Regions from separate parts of the Podarcis muralis genome. Here region 1 is linked to region 2. The links are chromatin contacts, called in public Hi-C maps. All regions are on one chromosome and are shown on one strand. Each heading gives the region's core, a stretch centred on a gene start, on an enhancer-like site or on the middle of the called end of the contact. The rest is flanking DNA. Distances are from core to core; before and after follow the strand shown. Region 1 holds the start of PIGQ (phosphatidylinositol glycan anchor biosynthesis class Q). Region 2 holds the start of CAPN15 (calpain 15).

The links. A called contact is a pair of places that touch in the nucleus more often than the background predicts.
Region 1: a Hi-C map of blood shows a contact between it and region 2, with 3 times the contacts expected there. The contact joins the promoter of PIGQ here to the promoter of CAPN15 in region 2. A contact is called at or near these places in 2 of 3 Hi-C or Micro-C datasets (blood and tail).

What each region holds. Positions count from the first base shown.
Region 1 is chr14:37,945,206-37,950,405 of rPodMur119.hap1.1, reverse strand. It overlaps PIGQ (phosphatidylinositol glycan anchor biosynthesis class Q), which reads right to left and starts at 1,491. Exons shown (of 11, transcript XM_028705520.2): 1 at 1,331-1,491. It overlaps NHLRC4 (NHL repeat containing 4), which reads right to left. Exons shown (of 2, transcript XM_028705522.2): 2 at 2,372-4,416. The coding sequence starts at 4,407. The coding sequence ends at 3,307. LOC144325426 (a long non-coding RNA gene) reads left to right here and starts at 802. Exons shown (of 2, transcript XR_013390572.1): 1 at 802-917.
Region 2 is chr14:37,745,542-37,751,296 of rPodMur119.hap1.1, reverse strand. It overlaps CAPN15 (calpain 15), which reads right to left and starts at 4,330. Exons shown (of 12, transcript XM_077918431.1): 1 at 4,192-4,330. LOC144325425 (a long non-coding RNA gene) reads left to right here and starts at 4,364. Exons shown (of 4, transcript XR_013390571.1): 1 at 4,364-4,624.

The DNA.
Region 1 (5,200 bases), core at 242-2,741, 200 kb before region 2:
ATGGGATATAGGGAACTATGAGTATTACTAAACAGAGAGACTCAGGTTCCAATACTCTCTCAGCCACAAAGCTCACTGGGTGACCTTGAGCCAGTCACTCACTCTCTCCGCCTGGCCTGCCTCACAAGACTGTCATGAGGATAAGGGGAAGAAAGGGAATGATACCACGCTGAACCTTGTGGGAGAAGCGCACAATAAACATGTAATTAATTAATAAATAAGCCTATGTGCCTTTCTCCAGCCTGGAGGATTCCCTCCCGCCTTCCACTACTACTCCACTATACAGAAGCCCCAATTCTCAGTCACCTCGGGTTTGGGAAATGCAGCAATATGCACAGTATAACTCAGCTAGCCACGCACAATCCACACAAGCCTTAGTAGCCCAATTACGGTGACCAACTAGCCAGAAGGGGTAACCTGCCTGCCCGGCTCTTATGCCTTTAACAGCAGCTTATTCTGCAGGAATGAGCGGGTGAAATTTGGGGGGAGGCATGGAGATAACATACTAGCACCCGCTAATGGCCGCAGAGCAACCCAGTCATTGGGTCAGTTCAGCAGCTGGCAACCCTGGTCCCAATTCCATCCCACCATGCCACGCCGCGGTTCCCCCTCCCCCGTTTTGCATCCTTTTCTCTCCCAAGCCGTCAGAACTCCCCGCCGCTCGCCGACGACACTTACTTCCTCCCGCTACTCCTTCTAGCAGGCATAAAAGAAAAGAAAGAGCCCGCTCCTCTTGACATTCAAGCCACTTCCGGGTGCTACAGGCCGGTTGCTAGGAGACGCAGTCCGTTCCTAAGAGCGCTCCGTAAAGTCCTTGCCTAATTGCATTCCGGACGGACCCCCCGGTCTCCTGAAGTGGCGTTCTGTTTGATTGAGTTGATTGTTTTAAAAAGGGCAGCAGATTCCTGAGGTTTCCGGTAAGAAATTCTACCAACTCATTTTAAAACAATTTCTTTCGTCCCATTTAGCGGCCTGGTTTTTTTTTGCCAGCCCTTTTTACGAACATTTTCAATATCACCAGCTGTTGAAGAGGGAAATCTTTTCTAAGGCGCTCTCTCTAAGACTGACAGTTTTTTAAAAGAAATACGAGAGAGCTAATGTACCTTTGATTTATTTATATTTACTAATTAATCTGAAGAATTTACAAGCCACACGCTTTCAGAGCTGCTTACAATAAAATAGCAGAACAATAAAAGAAATCCACTTAAAGATATCAGGTGTTGCCAAAATGCAAGCAGATTCTGTACTAAGGAAGTACACCCCAAGCTAGCAGAGCAAAAACAAGGTATTTTATATCTGACATGAATTTGGCCTGTGATGTCATACTGACCTGATCAAGCCTAAAGTATCCCAGAAGGTAGAACAGGTTTCTAAACAGCAAAATACTCTTTGCCGCTCCCAAGAGGAGTAGTTGTTGTTGTTTAGTCGTTTAGTCGTGTCCGACTCTTCGTGACCCCATGGACCAGAGCACGCCAGGCTCCCAAGAGTAACTATCAGTAATTTCCTCTACAAAACTGGGGAAGGCATGCAAAATTCAGCCGTTGTATACCACACCCCTGGGTGGAACCCATTCTTTCCCTCCAATTCAATGTCTGCATCTCCCTTCTTTTTGATAAGCTTCATCTCTTCTATTAATTCTGAGAACTGTAGCTTGTGCCTTCACACTTCTGTTGGAAGCTGATAGCACTAGAAATTTGTTCTGTGCCTTCCTGTATGTCTTATTTGCAACCATCCATAATAAGCAACTTCACCCATGTGAGTGAGGGATGTGGGTGTTTATCACATTCATTGTATTGTTTTTGTTACCTGTTTTTGAAAACAAATTCCAACCAGGTCATTAGTCCAAAGGCTGAGCCTTTCCTGTCCAGTGGCCAACCATATGCCTGTGGAAAGCTCACAAGCAGGACTCAAGGGCCATGTAGCTCTTCTGCTGGGTTCTCCCAGCAACTGGCAGTGAGCAACTGGATACACTAAATTAAGGAGAAAAGTCTGGATTTTAGGTTCGTGCATTAGGAATAATAGGGTGGTCATGTGTGCAACTTTAGAGCCCTCTATTTGCAGGCATTCTCTATTGAAATAAAGGAGGATGTTAATAAGCAAAATGCTGACAAAGCAACACATGCATGGATCATTTAAATATTTTCTGCCCTTATTTCCCTATTGCTTCATTGTAATTGCATTTATCAACGTGTCCCTTTACAATCCTCGCAAATGAAGATAATCACAATTTAAAATATGAAATGTAGACAGCATATATTTTTGCTCTGAAAGTAAACCCCAAATTGCCTCCCAGTTAATATGGTGCAATATGTGGCATCCATTTCTAAACGTTATGAATAAAAACAAAGTTAATAAGACAAGAAACAGTGGGGAGTCTTTGACTTCTTTTATTACTTTGACCTTCTAAATATCCTGCTATGGTCTGTGATCAGATAATTTTATTATAATTTACTCTAGTTTTTAACATTACCAGAGACAAATATAATTCAGGTAATCTTACTTTTCATGAAAACATACATTAGAGAAAACTTTCTCTTTAATAATAATGGCATGTCTGTGGCTCCTAAAAGGCTCTGGCTCTTTAGAAGAACCAGGTTTCTTCCTCAAGGGCTATACTGGGCCAGCCCTACCATTGGGCAGGGTGTGACAGTCACTGTTAAATGCCAGGGGCTTCACGGACTTCTCTGTAGCCCCTAAGCTAGCTTCAGATGTGGTAGTACAGCCTTCACCAACCAAGTGCCCTCCATCTGCTTTGGACTACAACTCCCATGCCAGTTAGGGCTAGCCACAAAGGTTATGTTCTACCTCTGCTGTCAGTGGCAGTATGCCTCTGAATACCACTTGTTGGGAATCGCAGGTGGGTGATTTAAAATCATTTTAAAACAAATTGCAGTCAAGAGAATAGCACGGGCCCTGAAACTATATATATCAGGTGTCAAAGGCCAGGAAGAAGGCCAGTATGCTTTTGGCATACTGAAAGTGCCAGTCGCATATCTGTGGGGAAGAAATTCCACAATGTAGGGGCTGCCACAGAGAATGCCCTCTCCAGGCCACCTTGAACTTCTGAGGGTACTGGAACTACCAAAAGGGCCCCCTCTGTCAGTCATAACATCCAAGATATGGATATGGGTCAGATATTGGGATCTAAGCTGTTTAGCTCGAGTCCACCATGTGACAAAGGTGTAGTTTGCTGCAGCAAGTCCTTTTGAGTGCTAGAAAAACTTGGATAACTGACTGTACTGTCAGATGAGGTAGTGTGGCAGAGGTCAAAGCAGAAGATGCCTGGAGGTGAATGATGGAATAATCCTACTCTGCTCTCCCTCTAGGTGTTAGGTTTGGACTGTCACTGGATATACAAAGATTGTCAGAGCTGTAATGGGGTCTCACACGGTACTTGAAGACTTTGACATAGTTATCTCCACTATCAGCAACTAACAGCAACCCCTGGGTGGAACAAGCTATTCCCATTGGTCTCTGCAGACCTTTAGATACCAGGCAGATGGGAGACCCACTCCTGGGAAACAAGTGGACTTTCTGGTGCTGTTCATCAGCCACAATGATGTTGCCTTCTCTATCAGCGCAGACCCCAGAGGGATTGCCAAAGCAGTGGCCATATTTGCTGGTGATGGAAGAGACCAGTTTGTGGTTGCTACTGAAGAGCTTGACATCACCACATTCTTCACTCACCACAAACCCTCCTTCTGGGGCCAAGCACACGTAGCGTGGCCCACGCAGGTTGGAGACAGAGTGGGTGCTTTGCACCTTGAAAGCACAGTCAAGGGCAAAGCTATGAACTTTTCCTTCTGTATAGTCTGCCACCAGAATCTTTCCAGATGTATCCACTCCAATTCCCCTGGGGGAACAAAACTTCCCAATTCTTAGCCATTCTCCCTTGGAGAACTTGGAGTGATTGTTGAAGATGCGGACAGTCCCATTGACCAGGTCTGTAATTGCCACCATCCCTGCCCTGGTCACGGTCACGTCCTCTGGCAAAAAAGTCTCATTCTTCTTCCATTCCACACATGGTATAGACTGAAATGTTTGGCCTGAGCGGTTGAGGAAGTGGACCCTTGGTGCATTTTCACTAATCATGTAGATAAGCCCATCAAGCGAGCAGTGAATTCCACACACACCTCCATAATGGTTGCCGTTGGGGTTTGGGATCTGCTGCACCAGTTCATCTTGCCGGTAGTAAAGGGAGTTTTTGATATTGTCCAGGTCATGGCAGATGACCTTGGCTTTCTCAGCCAGCTGGTGCACTTGGTGTTCTGTCACCATGCCTGTACCAGGGTGGCTGTTCAGGAGAGGGCTGGCTTTCTGAAATGTGGCATCTGATTTAACTTGGAGGGCATAAACAGTCCTCAGAAGTTTCTCCTTCCGTTGTGTGTCTTCCAAGGTATAATCCATCCTTTCCCCCTTTCAAAAAGACAAACCACAAGCAGTTTTCAAAAATATAATGCAGTTTTGTATGTTGCTATTATGAATATATGCATTTTTATGCACACAGTAACCTAGTGCTTGGCAGGCGAACATTATTGCAAAATTTGAAGAAGTGCAAATCTCAAAGGATGGTGCCGTTTCAGTCTGTGAATTGTTTAAGTGTGGTTTAAGCAGCCTCACCTTTAAATGTGAACTGAATCATATTTCTCCCCCATGCCCCTACCCTTTGCATACTTTTAACCCTGCCACTCCCCCAAACTGCAAAAAAGTCCAGGATTCTTTTTATTTTTGTATACACTATATGCTTAAATCACCTTTGAAGCTCATTATTTCCCTCAAATAATTCTGGACACAGTAGTTGGTTAAGGGTTTGCTGGGAATTGCAACTCTGCAAGGGGCAAACTACAGTGCCCAAAATTATTTGAGGGAAAGAATGGGCTTTGAATGGATTTTAAAGGCATAGTGTGTACACAACCCTAAATTTCCAGTATGTGATTAAATCCCTCCCACAGAATAATGATAGACTGGAGGTGACATAAGAAACCCTTTTGGATCTACTGCAAATCACCATCCATCTTCCAGTGGATCCAACTCTATCTAATACCACCTTTTGAGCTAAGATCAAGCTTTTGGGTGGCGCTGTGGGTTAAACCACAGAGCCTTGGGCTTGCCGATCAGAAGGTCAGCGGTTTGAATCCCCACGACGGGGTGTGCTCTCGTTGTTTGGTCCCTGTTCCTGCCAATCTAGCAGTTTGAAAGC
Region 2 (5,755 bases), core at 3,081-5,580:
GCCACAACAACACATGGGCACCGCCTCACTGCTGCAGGGCTCTTGTAATGTTTGTTTTTATTTAGAAGAGAACAGACACGTCAGACTAAACGCTAGGTTTCATGGTATAGGTACATCCATTCATCACATTTGTATCCTGCACTTCCTCGTAAGAGCTCAGGGCAAGTCACATATATTTATCCCTTTTTGCCCTAACAACAATTCTGTGAAGTAAGTAAAGCTCAGAAACAGTGATTATGCTTAAGGAGACACATTGAGCATCGTCAAAGAGCAGTGATGTGATCTCAAGAGTTCCCGCTCAGCAGTTGAATGCTGTCCACTATGTAACTTTGGCTCAAGTTCACCAGAACTCATCTTGAACTATGTAATCACTGGTGCTTTTGGATTTCCACCCCACTACCCACCACGCGCCATTTATGGCTACCTGCATATTTTCTTCATGACACAGACATTCACTGTTCCTTTTCATTACTGGAAAGCCAAAAAAAATGCATTTTGAAAAAACACACAACTGAACAAACACAGTGCCTTTGTTTACACAGCACACTAAAGCAGCTTTGTATGTAGGGGTGCATTAATATTCAGTGAAATATATTGAAGGTTTACACTGATCACAACCTTGAACCCCCCTGCAAAAAGCCTACCCAACAAACTTCTCATAATGCACCATTACCACATATCTGAACAATATTCTGCAATACTAGCTGTAGGAACAACCAAGGTAAACCAGAATTTGTTTAAATACAGATTGTTGTCAGTGTTAGAAAATAGCCAGGTGTGTTTTGCGACTGGCGCAGGTCCAATTGTGACTATGTGGAGATCTCTGGCCACCAGGTTGGCGACTGGGGAAAGCAAAATGTCACTTAGAGAACGATCTGAAAGATTTTCCTTGAAGCTTGATTTTTTTTATTCTAGATTGTTTTGTTAGATGTTTTAACCACTTTGAGATTCGTTCTTTAAAATACAAAGTGGTATAGAAATGAAAACAGTAACAACGACAACAAACCCCACTAACGGAACAAACAGCGCCTAGGCATGCCATTGTGGTGACCATAACCTAGGCTCAAGGTGCAATTTGCTGATTAGATTATATATCTGAGTTTCTAACACTGATTGTTGTACTGTGGTAGCATGTGAGAATACTAAAACTGACATTAGAAATCAGCATATCACCCACCCACTAAAATTCAGGCATAAAAGACAACAGGTCAGGGATAACAAGGCATTTCCACCAACTGCGGATTCCAGACCAGAAACCTAAACTTCATTCATTCAACCAGAGACATTGTCCCCTGTCCAGCACAAGGACACGGGACCAAGAATCTTATATTGCACTTCTGGCTCTGCCACTGAGTCACTGTTTGACCTTAGACCAAAACACTACTTCAATCCCGTGCATCTGTTTCCCTGTCTTATTGGCACCAGCAACACTTCCTTGCCTCAAAGCAGGATTTCTCCTGTTTGAGAAATGCACAGTTCTTCAGAAGAAACTATGGTTAACACTGTTGTGGTACAATTAATAAAATTCATTAAAGAGTAGAGCAAGGATTCAGTGCAACCCTCAAAAGTGCCTGCCTTCTAATTTATAAGATGTTTTGAAAACAAATATATACAGTCATCAACTCCAAGAGTCTTCAAAAGGATAGGCATAAAAAAACCAAATCACTGAGAACACTTTACACAAAGACATTCACAGACATCCTAGACAACCAAGTGCATATTTAGATATGTTTGCATCTTACTGCTTCCAAGTGCTTTTTATTCCAAGGCTTATTTGGGTGATTAAAACATGCTGATTTCCCAATGTTCTAGGGCAACTTCTTTTTTAAAAATTTAAAGATTGACATGCATTCATATTTTCCTAGAAAACCACACTCTACTCAGCATTACTCACATATATAATGCATAAGAAATTCTACAGGAACCACTTCCCCCTCTGACTTTTTGTCCATCGATCTCATGTTTTGTGCCCCTATAACAGTACAGGAACTCCAACATGGATAAGCTCAATGGGGGTAGGGAGGAGAAAGTAAAACTCATTTTCATTATTGTGACGCCACACGGCATTTTTAAAGAAACCACCTTCTATGCTTCAAACTGTTATCCAGGGGTTAGTGTTTGAGTCAAAGAGGGCAGCAAAGAGGGGAGAATCTCTCCAAGATATGACTAGTTCAAACAGGATTGTTATTTATTTAAAATTACACTGCTTAATATAAAAGCCTCTCAATTGTTTACTTGAAGATTAACAATAATGCAAGAACATTCAATAACATTTCTTAAAAACTAGATACAAAGTGCAACTGTATATCACTAATAACATTGAGTAGCTGAGGTCAGGCATGAGCCAAAGCGCATCGCTAGTTAGGAGTTCCCTCACCATTGCACTCCCATGGTTGTCTAGAAAGGTGGGCAGGAGGGCGAGAAAGTCTCGCAGCATTTCAAAACTTCCCAGGCACTCCACAAGCAACATACAGAAGACCTGCGGAAGCACATCCCTCACTTGATGAGGAATACCCCGAAAGGTTGGAAGCAGTGGGAGATATGATGCACACTGCATTGGAGCAGAGAAGAACTGAGAACTAGGTGCACATCAGAATGGGACTAGGAAGGGGACCGGTCCCTCGAGAAGTTAATGCTTGCTCTCCAAGGCTCTGGAACAGTCTCTCAGATCAAACCGAAAAATGCTTCCTCAGGCACCCTCAACCAGTTAAGGAGGCCCTTGACTCCTGGACAAAACTGCCATCTCCAAAGTGGTCCGTAACTATGGAACAACCTCCCAAGAGAAATTCTTCTGACCCAACCCTCTTAATAAGTTTTAATTTGATCAGACGGTTTTTTAATACGTAACTTCCAATGTTATGTTTTTCATCTGTGAATTCTGAAATAGTTTTTACAACAATGTTTGTGTCTGCACTTGTTCTTGTGGTTTTCATGATGACGTTTTAACTATTTGTCTGCTTTTTATTGTTAGCATTGCATTTTAAAAGCAAAAGAAAAAATCTTGTGAGCCTTTCTCCACCTCAAATTTGATGATGATGATGTTGATGATGATTAGTTTTAAGAGGCAGGATATAAATATTAAAACAAGCAAAGCAAACAGAGAAGCAGCAGCAGCCTCTGGGCCAAAAGGGGCGTGAGCTCACATTCAGTCTCAACCTCAGTGGTGGTGGTGTGCCCTCTGCTGTGAGCTATTTATTCATTTTCTTCCATTTATATCCTGTCTTTCTTCTATCATGAAACCCAAGGCGGCATACATGTGGCTTTCCAGGCAGTCTCCAATCCAGGGACTAAACAGACCCAGAAGATTAGTTCCATTATTTTTGTTTTGTATTTGAAATTCATATAGTGTTCCACAACATCAGGGCTCGTTTGAGCACCTTCGGCTTCTAAACTGGTGTTTTAATTTTGGGGGTGTGACAGGCTTTATCTTTGCTGTTACCCATGTTGCTTTTCATTTCACAGTGCATGCCTGACATTCGTTTTTTTATAATTACTGCATGCCAATTATGACAAAACATGTTACATGATGGGGTGGTCCACAAATACTGTTCAGCCAGTGCAGCGAAGCAGTTAATAGCATTATATAGACTATGACATGGGAGAACAGGGTTCAAATGCCGCCGCCCCCACCCCCCAACTCTGTCAGGAAGCTCGCTGCATGACCTTGAGCCAGTCAGTACCTCTGCCTTAGCCTACCTCACAGGGTTGTTGTGAAGATAAAATTGAGGGGGTGGGTGGGTTAGAACCATGCAGGCCACCTTCAGCTCCTTGACAAAAAGGCGGGGATAGCAATGTAATAATAAAAATGAACAAAACCCAACAGATACAGCTTACAACAAAATAAATGAATGAACCAAGAACAGAAGTGGGGCTGAGGGGGGAGAGCGGATATCCCTCTTAGGGAGATTATTATGGAGAAGGAACGAGGAAGCTTTTATTTTTATTCGTGTGTGTTTGACTATCTCTCGCCTCATTAAAAAAAAAAAAATAGGGAAGGGGCGACTCACCTAGCCCACCACCACACGCCCCCCCTCCAGTACGCGCACGCGCGCCTCCCCCTCACCGGGGGCGCGCCTTCCCTTCCCCCACATTCTCTGCCCCCCCCCCCCTCACTCTCTCTCGCGCGCTCTTTGGCGTTCTCTCCCTCCCTCCCCCTCCCCCCCCCCGCGAGGGTCGCGCGCTCAGACTGACCGTTGCTGAGGGACGCCCCGGCGGCGGCGGCGGCTTCAACGACTGTTTGCTGGCTGGGCGGCAGGCTGACCGGTTTCCTTTCTCTCCCGTTCTCCTCAGCCCCGTCTCCGCACTACTCACCGCCACTATTACCACCTACCCCGCCTTGGGCGGCCGAGTAACTTTGACCCCCACCCTCCCGCCTCCCACCCCGCCCGGCTCTCTCCCGCCTCCTCAGGAAACCGTTTCCTTTTTCTCTTTCCTTTTTTTTTTTTTAACCCCCCTCAGCCCCAAAGCGGAGGCAGCCAGCTATAACAACCGCCCCCCCCCCCACGCTCCTCTTCCCAGAGTCCAGAAGCCGGCCCCTTACGCCGCTTCCGTAGCGTAGCGACTCACCGAGAAGCGAAGAGCCCGCCCTGCGGAAACAGCGCCGAAAGCCGTCGTGAATACGAAGGTGAGGGACTACAAGCCCCAGAGGGCCTGGCGGGAGGCGGGGAAAACGGATGTGGTAGCCCTCGGTGGTGAGGGAGGCTCGCTTCGGGAGTTGTGGTCCTGCAAAGGAGGGAGGTTTTTATTTTTACCTCAGCCAGGAAGGGGTTGAGAAAGAGCGCGTAGATGCTGATTAAAGGCGAAAGGCAGGCGAGCTGTTTTTGCGGTCGCTATGCCCTAACTGGAGTGTTACCCAGGCCTGGAAAGGAAACATAGGGTTTTGACTACAACTCCCAGGATCCACTGCGCCTCCCACCCAGCCTGGCAGCTGTGCGGCAGCGGCGGCTCACCTGGGGCTCAGCTGGTGGGCGGGGCTAAGCGTGATGCAAAGCTATGCGCTGCCCTAGGCAGCTTTCCCGTACCTTTTACGTGCGCTTTATGCGGTTTTCGGTAGCTGCAGCCGCCCACCGCCATCGGGAAATAAAAAGCACCCAAAAAGCTAATTGGAAAAAGCAGTGCCGGAACGACGACGCGTCAGTTGAAGGCGCTACTCGCACAGGCACGGGCAACTTGTAAAAGCAAAACAATGGCAATAGGAATTGAGAACTAGGATCTGATTTTTCCCCACCTCAGCAATACCACTTTACATCCAAAGCTACGCACATCTAAGCAATAAATAATCAAGAGCCCACCCACAGTCAGAGGTGCAGTTTTTTATTTATTTAAAAGTACTTCTAAAGCACTTAACTAAAAAAAAAAAAGGCTTCAGCAGAGTCACCCTTGTTTCAATGACACTTTAACATACTGAAGCCAAGAACTTGAGGATTCAACCCTGAGCACAAGTACTCCAGACTACAAGATTTTGATGCAGGACCCAGTTGAAAAGTACAGTTTGAAAATACATTGACCTTGAAATCAAAGGAGTGCTCTCAGCTTCAATTACCTGCAGTTTTCAATATCAAATGGAAAACACATAGTAGCTTCCTTTTCAGAAGCTAGCTGTTATCTACTGGCCATTTTAAGTATACCCATTAGCAATTTTGGGACGCGGGTGGCGCTGTGGGTAAAACCTCAGCGCCTAGGGCTTGCCGATCGCATGGTCGGCGGTTCAAATCCCCGCGGCAGGGTGAGCTCCCGTCTTTCGGTCCCAGCTCCT